Linked DNA regions of Oncorhynchus kisutch: region 1 is linked to region 2. Evidence: chromatin contacts called from public Hi-C data. All regions are on one chromosome and are shown on one strand. Each heading gives the region's core, a stretch centred on a gene start, on an enhancer-like site or on the middle of the called end of the contact. The rest is flanking DNA. Distances are from core to core; before and after follow the strand shown. Region 1 holds the start of LOC109875565 (ribosomal RNA-processing protein 8). Region 2 holds the start of LOC109909536 (diablo homolog, mitochondrial-like).

Region 1 (6,950 bases), core at 1,480-3,979, 170 kb before region 2:
CAGTCAGACATAATCCCAAGTCATAGTTCTAATCTAAATGTTTGGCATTTCTCTCTCTGCAGGCCATCCAGAGAAGCAGAAGGAGGCAGATCAGAAGCACAGGCAGTTGGGAGTGCAGACGGGCAGCTGTAAGGACTTCACCATGTGGCTCAGTGTGTTTGAGAAGGACAAGGCCAGGTATACAAATATAACTCCTCTTGGTGTATTTAATAAGCTACATTAAATTCACTGCATTCATATTCATGAGTCTCCATCTAACGTGAGCTTGTTTTGCTGCCTACTTGTTGTGATGCCCCGTCAGCGTGATGTAAAGACAACTATATACACCGGAGGGCGCTAAAGTCAGCCTTCAGCGAGGAGACCCAGCTCAGAGAGTTCCTCCTACGAATACAACAGGTCAGTTTGTTGTTTGTTTATTTACTTATCTTATTCGTTTTTGTGTAGCTAAAACTATGATGTGAAGCTCTGAGCATGTATGTACAGATTTATAACCAGGGTATGTCCGTTGTTTCTAGAAGAGAGATTTCCCTATGGAGAAGTTTGATGGTAATAAGAGTGAGCTGTTCAGGAGATGCCTATGCACTGGTTACTTCACCAGGGGCGCTCAGAGATACACATGGCAAGAAGGTACGGCTTTTATCCCAGCAATGTTAAAAAGTCAAGAAAGATAACTGAAATGTTGTGGTTTTCTCTCAGGTCAGTTGGAAAGGTGTTTTGGACAATTTATGGGCACGGGTCCATGGTTCACATTCATCCATCATCAACGGTAAAGACTTCCAGGACTATATTCTGATCACTTCAGAACAATCCATTAAATCCCCAGAATGCATATTACACATCAATCCCCATCTCTCCTGCACGTTAACCTGACTCCCCCTCCCCTGTAGCTCTTTGACCAGGAGGACCAGCTGGACTGGTGATCTTCCATGATTCCTGTGCTCCATGAGGTGGATGTGTATGAGCTGAGCAGCGTGGCCAGAGAGGAGGTGGCCAAGTGGGAGACCAAGGAAGCAGCTAAAAGGCAAACAGGTGTTTGATGGGCTCTGGTGATCAAATCAACATCTAATCAAATCCAATTTTATTTGTCACATACACATGGTTAGCAGATGTTAATGTGAGTGTAGAGAAATGCTTGTGCTTCTAGTTCCAACAATCCAGCAATAACCAACGAGTAATCTAACCTAACAATTTCACAACAGCTACCTTATACACACAAGTGTAAAGGGATGAAAAATATGTACATAAAGATATATGAATGAGTGATGGTACAGAACGGCATAGGCAAGATGCAGTAGATAGTATCGAGTACAGTATATACATATGAGATGAGTAATGTAGGGTATGTAAACATTATATTAAGTGGCATTGTTTAAAGTGGCTAGTGATAAATGTATTACATAAAGATGGCAAGATGCAGTAGATGGTATAGGGTACAGTATATACATATGAGATGAGTAATGTAGGGTATCTAAACATTATATTAAGTGGCATTGTTTAAAGTGGCTAGTGATACATTTTTTACATCCATTGTTCCATTTATTAAAGTGGCTGGAGTTGAGTCAATATGTTGGCAGCAGCCACTCAATGTTAGTGGTGTCTGTTTAACAGTCTGATGGCCTTGTTTCTGTAGCTGCTCCTTTATTATATACAGTACAGGTCTCATAAAAACGTCTAATGGGGGCAAAGGTTTTTGAAATGGAAAACGTAATTGAGTATTCCTATTGGACAAGATAAGTTACTGTAGTGCCTTTTCTGATCAAGCCAGGCCCCAAGGTGATTTATATGCTTTGTATGCTTGTTTTGTTCTTCTAATAGTCATTATGTGTGTTTGGTTTATTCCAGAGGGGTCTGCTGAAGACGCATTCAAGAAACTGGAGAAACGGAACGATGAAAGCTCAGTGAACGATGCCCGTTCTCGCTACCTACAGAGAAAACAGGAGCGGCAACAAGGCAAAGCACACTTATCCTCAGGACACTTATCCTCAGGACACTTATCTTCAGGACACTTATCCTCGGGGGAAGAAGGACTCCGTTATTGGACTGACCAGGACAGAAGAATCTCCACTCAGGGGTTAAAAGTCTGACCGCCATAATAAACTGCACAGGCGATGTTCAAAACAATGTTTTACAACACAGGAGTCTGAGAGTTGAGGGTCAAACATTGTCCTTTGTAGCTCAGTTTGTAAAGCATGGTGCTTGTAATGCTAGGGTAATGGGTTCACTTCCTGGGACCACCCATGTGGAAAATGTATGTATGTATGACTGTAAGTCACTTTGGATAAAAGTGTCTGCTAAATATTATATTTAAATATACATTAATAATGGACTAGGTGGAGATAATGAATCCTAGTCATATCAAATGTCTAGTACTGAAGATGTTTTATGCTATGTTATCTTTTAGTGGTATATTTATTTTTTAGTTTCATACAGATCAACGTTTTTGTCATGAGAGTACATTTTGCCAGTGGAGGTCCCCATTCTCTTCTGGTCCTGGGACACTTACAGAATTACATACAGTTTGTCAATATGTCACCCAACAGTGTTGTCAAATCAGCACATTAGAAAACAGGAGAACAATCACAGGCACTTTATTTTGTACATCGCTGCCTTTTATAAAATAAAGGTTAATTTCGTAACTGCCATTGCTCCGTGATTTTATAAAACGTATTTTTGTGTCCTCCATTGGTAGTCATACAAACCAAATAAGACTCATGTCCCATCATCCTTTGCAGAGAGACTTGTGTCATTGACATGCGCTTGTTTTGGTCCGTCAATGTGCGAACCAAACGTGGCTTAACAGAAATTGGCAATATCCACAGATAAACTTGTAATTCTTCACATTTGATCGATTAAATTAAGTCCGTTAACATATCGTGTTGATAAGTCATCTGACAGGTGAGTGAAGTTGTCGTCGTTGTATTGGAATGAATGTTGCTAGCAGTTTGGACGTATGGCTGCTAAATACCATGTCTGATATAACGCTAGTTTGTTCAATCTAGAAGCAGGTTAGCGTTGATTTTATATTTTCTGGAATCTACTGCCAGTACCGAAAAGCATCACACTAATCTAGCAACCATTTATTCTAATACACGTGCGTTCTTTTTTTTACATGTTCACGTAATGAATTCCCGTTAGTTACAGCGCTGGTCAAGCATGTTCGCTGAGGAGGATGAGTGGAACGATGATCCAGAAGCCAAAGCTCTGACCAAGACGGTCATCAGCAGATTCAAACTGTCTGACAGCACCAATATCACGGTGAGCAGCCATCTCAATTTTGTTTATAATAAAATGTACCTATGTAGCTAGCAAGCCAGGCACAACTCACGTTGCCAGTGACCACATATTCCAATAGAGGGTTGAATTTTGGTTTTCCCATGGTATTTAATTTGACACCTCCATTCCCGGACAGACAAAATGTGTTGGGAAGAAGAGTTTGTTACTGACCCTCCAAACACTGGGGTCCGTACCAAACTGGAGCAAGAGCAATGGTGCCCCTTGGGAAGCAGGCAGTGACAGCGAAACAGAGGCCATACTGACACCACACACCAAGAGGAAGAAGAAAAGAGGACGCAAGAAAGTAGCTGTTTCAGGAGAAGAGACCGATAAGGACAGTGGAGATTTGTGTGCCGAGGAGACTGCAGTGCCTGTAGCTAAGAAGTCAATAAAAGCAAAGAAACCAATAAAATCAGGTGAGTTTCACAAGCACTGGCAACTAGCAACTGTCAATTGATTGTCTTAAGTTGAAGAGGTTTGAGGTTTTCTTTATTTCCTAGGGTTCAAAAAGGTAAAGAATAGAGAGTCCATTATGGGTGGTAGTAAACAAGGAAAAGCAGCAACAGATGCTGAGATTGAGAGATTAAACCGAAAGCAATGGAAAAACAAGACAAAGAACAAGAAGAAATGTAAAAACAAATACAAAATAAAAAATGGAGATAATACCACCCCCCCAAAAAACACAAAAGCAGAGACCACTGTGCAAAAGGATACAGAAGATGGACCAAAAAAAGCTTCTGGTGTGAACAGGGAAACCGTGGTCGTCCAGACACACCGCCATACAAAGGGGAAAAAACAGCAGAAAGAGGGTGAGCGTAAAACACAGAAAAGGAAAAAGGTTCCAGGGGGAAAAGAGACGACTTTCAATGAGACTGCTTCCACTCCAGACACAGAAACCGTTCAAAACAATAAGAACTTGTCAGAGAAAAAGACAAAGGGGAGCATTGAAGAAAAAGCAGTTCCACTAGGTAAAGAGTTAATGACAGAAGAGGAGAAACCTCAGGAGCTGGTTAGGGAGGAGCAGCACGCGGAGCCGCCCGGCAGTAAGAGGAGGAAATGGGACGAGAGCAAAGGGCAAGACCGGCGGAGAGAAAAGCTCAGGAGAATGCTCCATGGCCAGAGCCCGGAAAAGAAAGAGAAACCTGCTGAGCAGGAGGAGACACGCACCACAGAGGAGGTGAAAGAGGCTTCTGCAGACCGCTCGACTGCTCTGAGGTCCCGCATGGAGCAGCGTTTGGAGTCAGCGCGGTTCCGATATATTAACGAGGTTCTGTACACCACGTCTAGTGGGGAGGCAAAACGCATGTTTAGACAAGACCCCCAGGCTTTTAGCATCTACCACAGGGGCTTTACGGCACAGGTCCAGCGCTGGCCAGCTAATCCTGTCGACGCCATCATCTCCTACATACGCCGCATGTAAGTTGTGTTATGCTTCTATCTGACCCTAACATACTTGCATTGTTTGCAATAAGTCTGTTTGCATAGTTTTTGTATTTTTATTGTCTTGGTTCTGGGGTGGGGAGTCCACATTGAATTAGCATGTTGCTTTCTTTAAGACCATTTGTGTTGATTTCAGGCCTGCCTCTCTGGTAGTGGCAGATTTTGGCTGTGGTGACTGCAAAATTGCTCTAAGCTTGAAGAACAAAGTGCACAGTTTTGACTTGGCACCTATCTGTGACCGTGTAACTGTCTGCGACATGGCCAATGTGAGTCCAACTTTACATTGATCCTGAATCTGTTTCATCCATGCCTGTTTACTATGCAGTCTGTTTTTCATGTAATAATGATGTATGATTTCTATTGTTGTCCCACCTGTCTGCAGGTACCGCTCAAGGATGGTACTGTGGACATAGCTGTATTCTGTCTCTCTCTTATGGGGACTAACCTTGTGGATTTTCTAGTTGAGGCTAACCGTGTGCTGGTGATGGGGTAAGATATATTGTGCAGAAAAACAAAGCTACAGTATGTCAATATGCTGGAATAGAAGGTGTTCCCATTTATTTTCCATATTTATGTCATTTATTATTATTATTAAACAATTTGTCATTTTTTGCAGGGGTATCCTGAAAATTGCAGAGGTGGCAAGTAGATTTGAGAATGTGAGGAACTTCATGGGTGCTTTGTCCAGCCTGGGATTCAAGTTGGTCACAAAGGTAAGGCAGTAATCATAGTAAACTGGGATGGCCATGTTTTTGTCTTTAGCTTTAAGAAATGCATCTTTACAATACCCTACCCTATTAATTTAGCCACTTTTATTCCTTTGAGTTTGAAAAGATTGCAGAAGCTCCAGAGAGGGTAAAGAAGGCAGCAGGACTGGAGCTGAGGCCTTGTTTGTATAAGAAACGATGAGGGCAACAGTGATGAGAACATGGGAGAAACAGTTCCAAACATATGTTCCAAATGGCACTCTATTCCCTTTATACTGCACTACTTTTGAACAGGGCCCATGGGGCTCTGATCAAAGGTAGTGCACTATATAGGGAATAGGGTGACATTTGGGATACACCCACAGGAGAGAAGTCAAGCAGGAAGGGCAGTAACAGAAAATGTATCTTCTACTGGATGTAAATATGAAAATGACTTTCATAGATGACCCCCAAACAATGTATCAAGGATTGTTGATATTGTCAATAACCATTTGTGGGCTTTCAAATGTCTGTTTCAAAGAGAAAACATGTTCAAAAGTTGTTGACAACATTGGTATATTTTTTATTATATCAAAAAAGAATTGTATTGTATTAAGTCTTATCATGCACAATAATTTAAGATTTATAAATCAAGAAGAAACATTCTTATAAGATGTATAGTTTAAGTCTGTCTATAAGTGCTTCAACATAATCGCAGCATTGCATTCTGCAGTCTAGTTTTAAAGGGTACTCGCAAGCCTCACTCGTCTCAGTGTACATGCAGTCTAGTTTCAAAGGGTATTCGCAGGCCTCACTCGTCTCAGTGTACATGGCACAGGATCTAGATTGGCCACTAGAGGAACACTGGTGATAATGTTATTTTCGCAGGAGTGTGTATTCTTGCAAGAGTGTGTGTGTGAGCGCGCGCGTCAATTAATTTAGTCTTAAACCTGTCAAACAAGGCAGTTTTAACAACAAGATACACATTTACAGTAACTTTAATGATAATGCTCCGGATTTTACAACATTAGATAACCAAAATGAACAACCTTTCAAAGTTTAATACTTGTGGGGACCAGAAATCCAAAACAGTAAAACAAACAGTTGCTACGCTCAACATCATTTCTAGCAGTTTTACAATACATTTCTTTACAACATATTACGATTATTGAAAACACCAAAGCATGACATACATAATAATACACTAATAAACAAAACAAAAAAATCATGAAAAATTCACAAAATAATGCATTTTAATATCCTGGCATGAATCACGTAAGAGTGATGCACAGAATACTCTAGCTGGGTCAGCAGACCCATCTGAATGTTCTCTGACATATAGTACAAGCCTGTGGTTGCCTACAGTCAAAAGCTTGCTAATGAAAAAAAAAAAATGTCTGTGTAATGTATCTGTATCTACAGTTGAAGTTGGAAGTTTACATACACTTACGTTGGAGTCATTAAATCTCGTTTTTCAACCACTCCACAAATACCTTGTCAACAAACTATAGTTTTGTCAAGTCTGTTAGGACTTCTACTTTGTGCATGACA
Region 2 (6,845 bases), core at 3,301-5,800:
AAACCACAATAAATGACTCAAACTTGTTTTACTCTCAGGATTAGTCTTAGTCCTCTCTGAGGTAAGCCTCATGCACGTCATCACTGCCACTCTCTATGAAGGCATACTCCGCCATCCTCTGGATCTCCTCGGCCTGGGTCTCAGTCAGCTTCCTCTCAGCATCCACAGATATCTGCCGGACCTCCTCCACCTGAATCTTGGCCACCTGCAAATTGGTCTTGGCTGTGACAGATGCATGCTCAGCTCCTGGGAAACAAACATAAAACAGTGGTCTTAGTCAAATTTCACCATAACAGAGAAAGTGGCCAAAGATGAAACCTTCAATCCATGATGATAACAGGTGACACTGAGCAGGTGCCCGTGTCCATCATTTCTCTATTGTGCTGCATCATGGGAATTAGAGTACATGGTGACCTGGAGGTTTTAGTCTTCTTTACCATCACAAAGCTGTATTCACTGACAGCTACTGATCCATACGTTGGCCAAAGTGTGAGACTGACAGGTCTTGAAAAAGAGGGGCGCAAACAGCAAACTACAAAGTAGTGAGACGGAGAAAAACAAACATTATGGGGGCGTTTTATTAGAGCTCGTAAGTTTATTACTGCACTGACAGGTTAACGTCTGTGTGAGAATAACAGTAATGACGGAGGAATGCTAACTGTCATGGGGAGCAAGGAGCATCAGGTTGTCGTTAAGTTCCTCAATTTAGTGGTAAACAGGTATTGGTTTATTCGAACCCCTTTGTCTTTTGCCGAACAGGAGCTATTCTTCCTCGCGTCCAAACAAAAACATGACAAGTAACAAAACACCGATGGACAGTCACACACATGTTTAACACAGCCTTTTCAGTAATGTCACTGGTAATAAACACACCTGTGTTGTACGCTGCCTCAGCTGCCATTTCACAAAGGTTGACGGCATTAATCCAGTTTGACTCGAAGCGGTTGCATTCATCTAGTCTGTCGCCAACCTGACAGGACAGAGAGAAACCCATCAGAACATTTCATTACATTCTTGAGAAGTTTATAGAACTCAAACCATATTTACTTTTAGAACATCAATGACAAACATTGAAAGGCAAACAGGAGTGACTAAAGCGTTTACTATTTTAGATTGTAAATCAAGTTAAAAGTTCTTTGGAAATAAACAAAACACCTTAAAGACATAGCTTTTCCAGATGGCTGGATACAAAAATACAGGAACATATATTTTTTCTGAAAGATGACTTAATACAACAGTGTATTTTTGGTTTATTTTGAGTACACATTTCACACACCTACTTCAACACGCTGGGCAATGATCACTTGCCAAATGGCATCCTCCTCAGCAGTGGAGAGTTTTTCCAGTGAAGCCAGATATCTCCTTTGAAGGGAGATGAGGGTATGGAGAGCCTGAGTAAACAAAACAAACGGTCAAAAACACGAAGGGTCATTTAGGTAGCATGGTGCCATTGCTTTACTGGTTAAATTAGCATTTGATATTTATGGATATAGTTATCACACTGTACATCTTAGCATACACGATAACAAAAATCCACTATGACCCCTTCAGGTACTTACTTTGGAATATTGTGTGATGGAGTCTACAAGAGCCTGAGTGGTCTGGGAGAGGTAAGTGTTTGCACTGTCTGTAACCATAGAGGATGCGCTTCGGATCAGAGATTCATGAGAGAGGTTCTCCACTTGCTGGATAGGGAGAGAAACAGAAACAGTTTAATATATGAGCTGAAAGGGGGGATTTTTGCGATTAAGGCATTCATGTACAGTGCATTCGGAAAGTATTCAGACCCCCTGACTTTTCCCACATTTTGTTACGTTACAGCCTCATTCTAAAATGGATTAAATTGTTTTCCCCCCCTTTTCAATCCACACACACAATAGCCCATAATGACAAAGCAAAAACAGGCTTTCAGAAATTAAAAATAAATAACGGAAATATGACATTTGCATAAGTATTCAGACCCTTACTGAGCACTCTATTGAAGCACCTTTGGCAGGGATTACAGCCTCGAGTCCTCTTGGTTATGACGCTACAAGCTTGGCACACCTGTTTTTGGGGAGTTTCTCCCATTCTTCTCTGCAGATCCTCTCAAGCTCTGTCAGGATGGATGGGGAGTGTCGCTGCACAGATATTTTCAGGTCTTGTGGGAGCAAGATGTACATATAGGGAGAAACATAATACTGTACCACAAGAGAAAGATACACTTAGAGTGCATTTGCCATTCTGGTAAAATGCATTGTCTATTGTATAGGACAGGAAACCAAAGTAAGGCCATGAGAGCATAGGACAGCTGGACATACCAAGGTCAGAGGGACACACAAAGGAGGGGGTCAGCCAAATGACCAACTGATGGACTATAGACATAGGACATATATTTTTAGGACATGAAGAGAAGAGACACATAGTCTACTAGTCCTAATAAGGACAGACATACCAAAGAACACACCAAGCTAAACTTAAGGATAAGATGGGATAATATGGGCATGTATTATTTTTGGGACATGAAGAGGTCCTGTCACCATTATAACTTAACTGAAAGCAGATATGGGCGTTATTGGGTGTGAACAAGCAGGATGCACAGATTGGGATATAATAGTGGCAGATGGACTGAGGGAAGTAACTTCATTTGCATGTGGGATGGACTCATATGTTGTATGTGTATAAAAACAGAGCCAGAGCTCTGGAAAAGGGTGTGTTCCGCGGACCATCTAGGCTTCTGATATGTTTGCATTAAAAGCCTATATTGAATTCACAAGTTCTTGTAAGTGTTATATTTTGTAACGATCCTCCACGACAGTCTCTCAAGAGATGTTCAATCGAGTTCAAGTCTGGGCTCTGGCTGGGCCATTCAAGGACATTCAGAGACTTGTCCCGAAGCCACTTCTGCGTTGTCTTGGCTGTGTGTTTAGGGTCGATGTCCTGTTGGAAGGTGAACCTTCACCCCAGTCTGTGGTCCTGGGCGCGTTGGAGCAGGTTTTCATCAAGGATCTCTCTGTACTTTGCTCCGTTCATCTTTCCCTCAATCCTGAACTAGTCTCTGCCAATGAACGACATCCTCACACCTTGATGCTGCCACCACCATGCTTCACTGTAGGGATGGTGCCAGGTTTCCTCCAGACGTGACGCTTGGCATTCAGGCCAAGGAGTTCAATCTTGGTTTCATCAGACAAGAAAATGTGTTTCTCCTGGTCTGAGAGTCTTTAAGTGCCTTTTGGCAAACTCCAAGCGGTCTGTCATGTGCCTTTTACTAAGGAGTGGCTTCCGTCTGGCCACTCTATCATAAAGGCCTGATTGGTGAAGTGCTGCGGAGATGGTTGTCCTTCTGGAAGTTTCTCCACAGAGAAACTCTGGAGCTCTGTCAGAGTGACCATCAGGTTCTTGGTCACCTCCCTGACCAAGGCCCTTATCCATCGATTGCTCAGTTTGGCAGGGCTGCCAGCTCTAGGAAGTCTTGATGGTACTGTTCTTCCACTTAAGAATGAAGGAGGCCACTGTGTTCTTGGGGACCTTCAAGGCCGCCGAAATGTTTTGGTACCCTTCCCTAGATCTGTGCCTCGACACAATCCTGTCTTGGAGCTCTACAAACAATTCCTTCAAACTCATGGCTTGGTTTTTGCTCTGACATGCACTGTCAACTGTGGGACCTTTAATCGACCGGCGTGTGCCTTTCCAAATCATGTCTAATCAATCAAATGTACCACATGTGGACTCCAATCAAGTTGTAGAAACATCCCAAGGATGATCAATGGAAACCGGATGCATCTGAGTTCAATTTCGAGTCTCGTAGCAAAGGGTCTGAATAAGGTATTTATGTTTTTAATGTTTTTGTACATTTGCAAAAATGTCAAAAAATCCCTTTTGGCTTCATCATTATGGCTTATTGAGTGTAGATGGGTGAAGATTTTTATTTATTTAATACATTTTAGAATAAGGCTGTAAAGTAACAAAAGGTGGAAAAAGTCAACTTGTCAGCCTTATTCAAGTTGTTCAGCATTATTCAATGACACTAATATAAAGTGATGAGTGACCCGCGCGCATGCGCGCAAGAGAGAGAGACAATGGTCCTTTACCTGCATGAAAGGGACAGCGCTCAGTCCACTGCCAACACTCAAAGAGACCAAGCTCGTTCTGGTAACATCTCTCAAACGCACGAGCCTATGGCGCAAGGGTTTCCTACTGTTGAGGACACTCGCTGCTGTGCTCCTGCAAGGTAATGAGTAAACAACAACACCGATATTAGCAAGCTATAGTGATTACACCAATTCGATATTTATCTAAGACGAAACATGTTCTGTTTGCGTACGAATACAATGCATTAGGGTGCAATGATGCAGTTGTTATTATGAAGATATTTACCTGAAGAAATTGAGACATGCAATGCTTCTTCTGAGCGCGGCCATATTGGTCAGGAGCAAAAGGAAGTCCGTCCCCCAGTAGCACAAACAGAGCATTGTCTAATAGCGTGCATTTTACTTGTAATGTCGTTTCTTACTCTTCAACTAAAATAAATTATATGAGGTTACTTTTGTGATGTATTAAAGTCTCAATAAATAATTTAAAATTTACCAGAATTCTTTACGACAAAAAGTAAGTCTCTGTCGTCACCTAGTGGTAAAATAGGCTCAAGTTTGTATGTTGTGTTTCTGCTGTAGTATTGTATTCCTTTGCTCAACTATGATATATTGTGACAATGAACATTATACTGGTTTTCAAAAGCCAGAGATAATGGTTAAACATATAGGCTGGAATACTATAAGGAGAGTCATCTTGTTTGTGTTTGAGATATTTTCTAATTTGCTAAATTAAATTGAAATGCCCTTTTGGTCTTATTCTGGTAATAATTTTTCAATAGTTTGATCTACACACATCATAGATCAAACTATTGATAAATGATGTGACTACACTCAACAATAATAGTAAGAAACTGTATTATGAATAAATAATGATGGAAAACATTTTTTTTGTGCTTTAAAGGTAATTATGGGCAGAAAGACAAACCATTTGATGTTGCCAATTATTTTAATGATTTCTTCATTGACAAAGTTGGCAAACTTAGGCAGGAAATGCCATCAACGAACAGTGAGCCATCCATATTCCTATCTGTCATATCTATTTATTTATTTTTACCCCATTTTTCACCAATTTAGTGATATCCAATTGCGATCCAATTACGATCTTGTCTCATCGCTGCAACTCCCCAACAGGCTCAGGAGAGGAGAAGGTCGAGTCGTGGGTTCTCCGAAACATGACACACCAAACCACGCTTCTTTTTCATTTTTTTTAACCCCTCCACCACCCCCTTCTTCAGAGGACAAATATCTTAGTTTTTTTACATCTTTTTTACTACATATAAATACATTTTAAATATGAGCTTTTCATAATAATCTACTGGAGAACCATTTTGGGTTTAAGAATCATTTATGTATGAGTGAAGCTTTTAGTGAGAGGTTTAAAGCTTTAATGTTGAATAATTTAGGCCCCTCATATTCATTATATATATAGGCACGTTTAATTTTGTCTGGTTTAGCATTCCAAATCAAATGAAATATTTTTTGCTCATATGATTTAAAAAACAGGTAAATCTGGAGTAGAGAGTGCCTACTGTAAGTAAACTGTGATAAGACCAAAGACTTTCTATAAATAGACAAGTATTTACCTCTCCATGGTTGCAGAATCTTATCTATTTTTGCTAACTTTCTATTGAAATGAATTGTGGTAAGTTCATTTATATTTTTTAAGATGTGAATACCAAGTATATCTACTTAACCATCCACCCATTTTAATGGTAAACTACAAGGTAGTGTAAACACTATTTTTGTAACGATCCAATGCGGTTCACTTGTCATAATTAGGTTTTAATCCAGAGAGGTTAGAAAAGTTATCAAGATCTTCAATGAGACAGTGCAGGGATCCAGATTGCGTACTTAAAAACTAGAGTTATCAGTATACACTGACACTTTTGTTTTTATCCCCTGGATTTCTAAATATGTAACAGGAACCACAGCTGCTAAGAAAATGATTGTACAAAGGTGGATTCCACCTCATCAGTTACATTGCGACAATGGCTGCTCACATTTAAGGGAATTGTATTTATGGAGCTCTCCACGGCCATGATCTACAGGGCCAAGGTGTCCACTCTGGACACATGGAAAAAAGCAGTAGTGGACATTTCTGAACTCTTAACCAATGGGCCTTTACACCTTTACATCCATGAATGTGTATCAATAATTTTTCACTATTTCTGAGACTATATGATGTATTGTTCAGTAGATGAACTATGTAATATTTATGTTTTTCTCATTATTTATTTTACATGCTATCAGATTGCTGGTGGGGGGGTGGGGTTAAAAAATCTATTAATAAAATGTATTGCATGAATCCTATGAATTGAAATAATAAAAACTACAAGGCTATAAACGGGCAGGAAACCATGTGCCCAGAGGCTGCTTTTCTGGTTGCCTGTGATTTTAATTCCACGTCACTAAGACTAGGGGTGATAAAGTCCTAGAGCGCTGTTACTCTCCCCACAAGCAAGCATACAACGCTCTACCTCATCGCCCCTTCGGCAAATCAGATCATGACTCTATACTCCTGCTTCCTGTCTACAAGCAGAAGCTCAAACAGGAAGTACCCATGACGCACTCCGTAGAGAAATGGTACTCCGAATTGCCAACAGCAGTCCTGTAGGCAATGCTACAGGACTGCTTTGCTAGCGCAGACTGGAATATGTTCTGGGACTCCACCGATATCATCCACAAGCTAACTACCGCTGTCACAGGCTTCATTAGGAATTGCATAACTGACATTGTCCCCACAGTGAAGGTTCGCTGCTTTCCCAATCAAAA

Evidence for each region. Hi-C and Micro-C count contacts between places; a contact is called where the count stands out from the background.
Region 1: a Hi-C map of liver shows a contact between it and region 2, with 6 times the contacts expected there. The contact joins the promoter of LOC109875565 here to the promoter of LOC109909536 in region 2. A contact is called at or near these places in 2 of 2 Hi-C or Micro-C datasets (liver and muscle).

What each region holds. Positions count from the first base shown.
Region 1 is chrLG18:29,257,589-29,264,538 of Okis_V2, reverse strand. LOC109875565 (ribosomal RNA-processing protein 8) reads left to right here and starts at 2,729. Exons shown (of 8, transcript XM_020467918.2): 1 at 2,729-2,895; 2 at 3,136-3,255; 3 at 3,410-3,689; 4 at 3,774-4,689; 5 at 4,850-4,979; 6 at 5,096-5,202; 7 at 5,330-5,426. The coding sequence starts at 3,154. It overlaps LOC109875564, which reads right to left. Exons shown (of 15, transcript XM_020467914.2): 15 at 6,380-6,950. It also overlaps the pseudogene LOC109875548.
Region 2 is chrLG18:29,088,172-29,095,016 of Okis_V2, reverse strand. LOC109909536 (diablo homolog, mitochondrial-like) reads right to left here and starts at 4,550. Exons shown (of 6, transcript XM_020508552.2): 1 at 4,357-4,550; 2 at 4,071-4,203; 3 at 1,560-1,685; 4 at 1,281-1,391; 5 at 874-970; 6 at 1-246. The coding sequence starts at 4,451. The coding sequence ends at 47.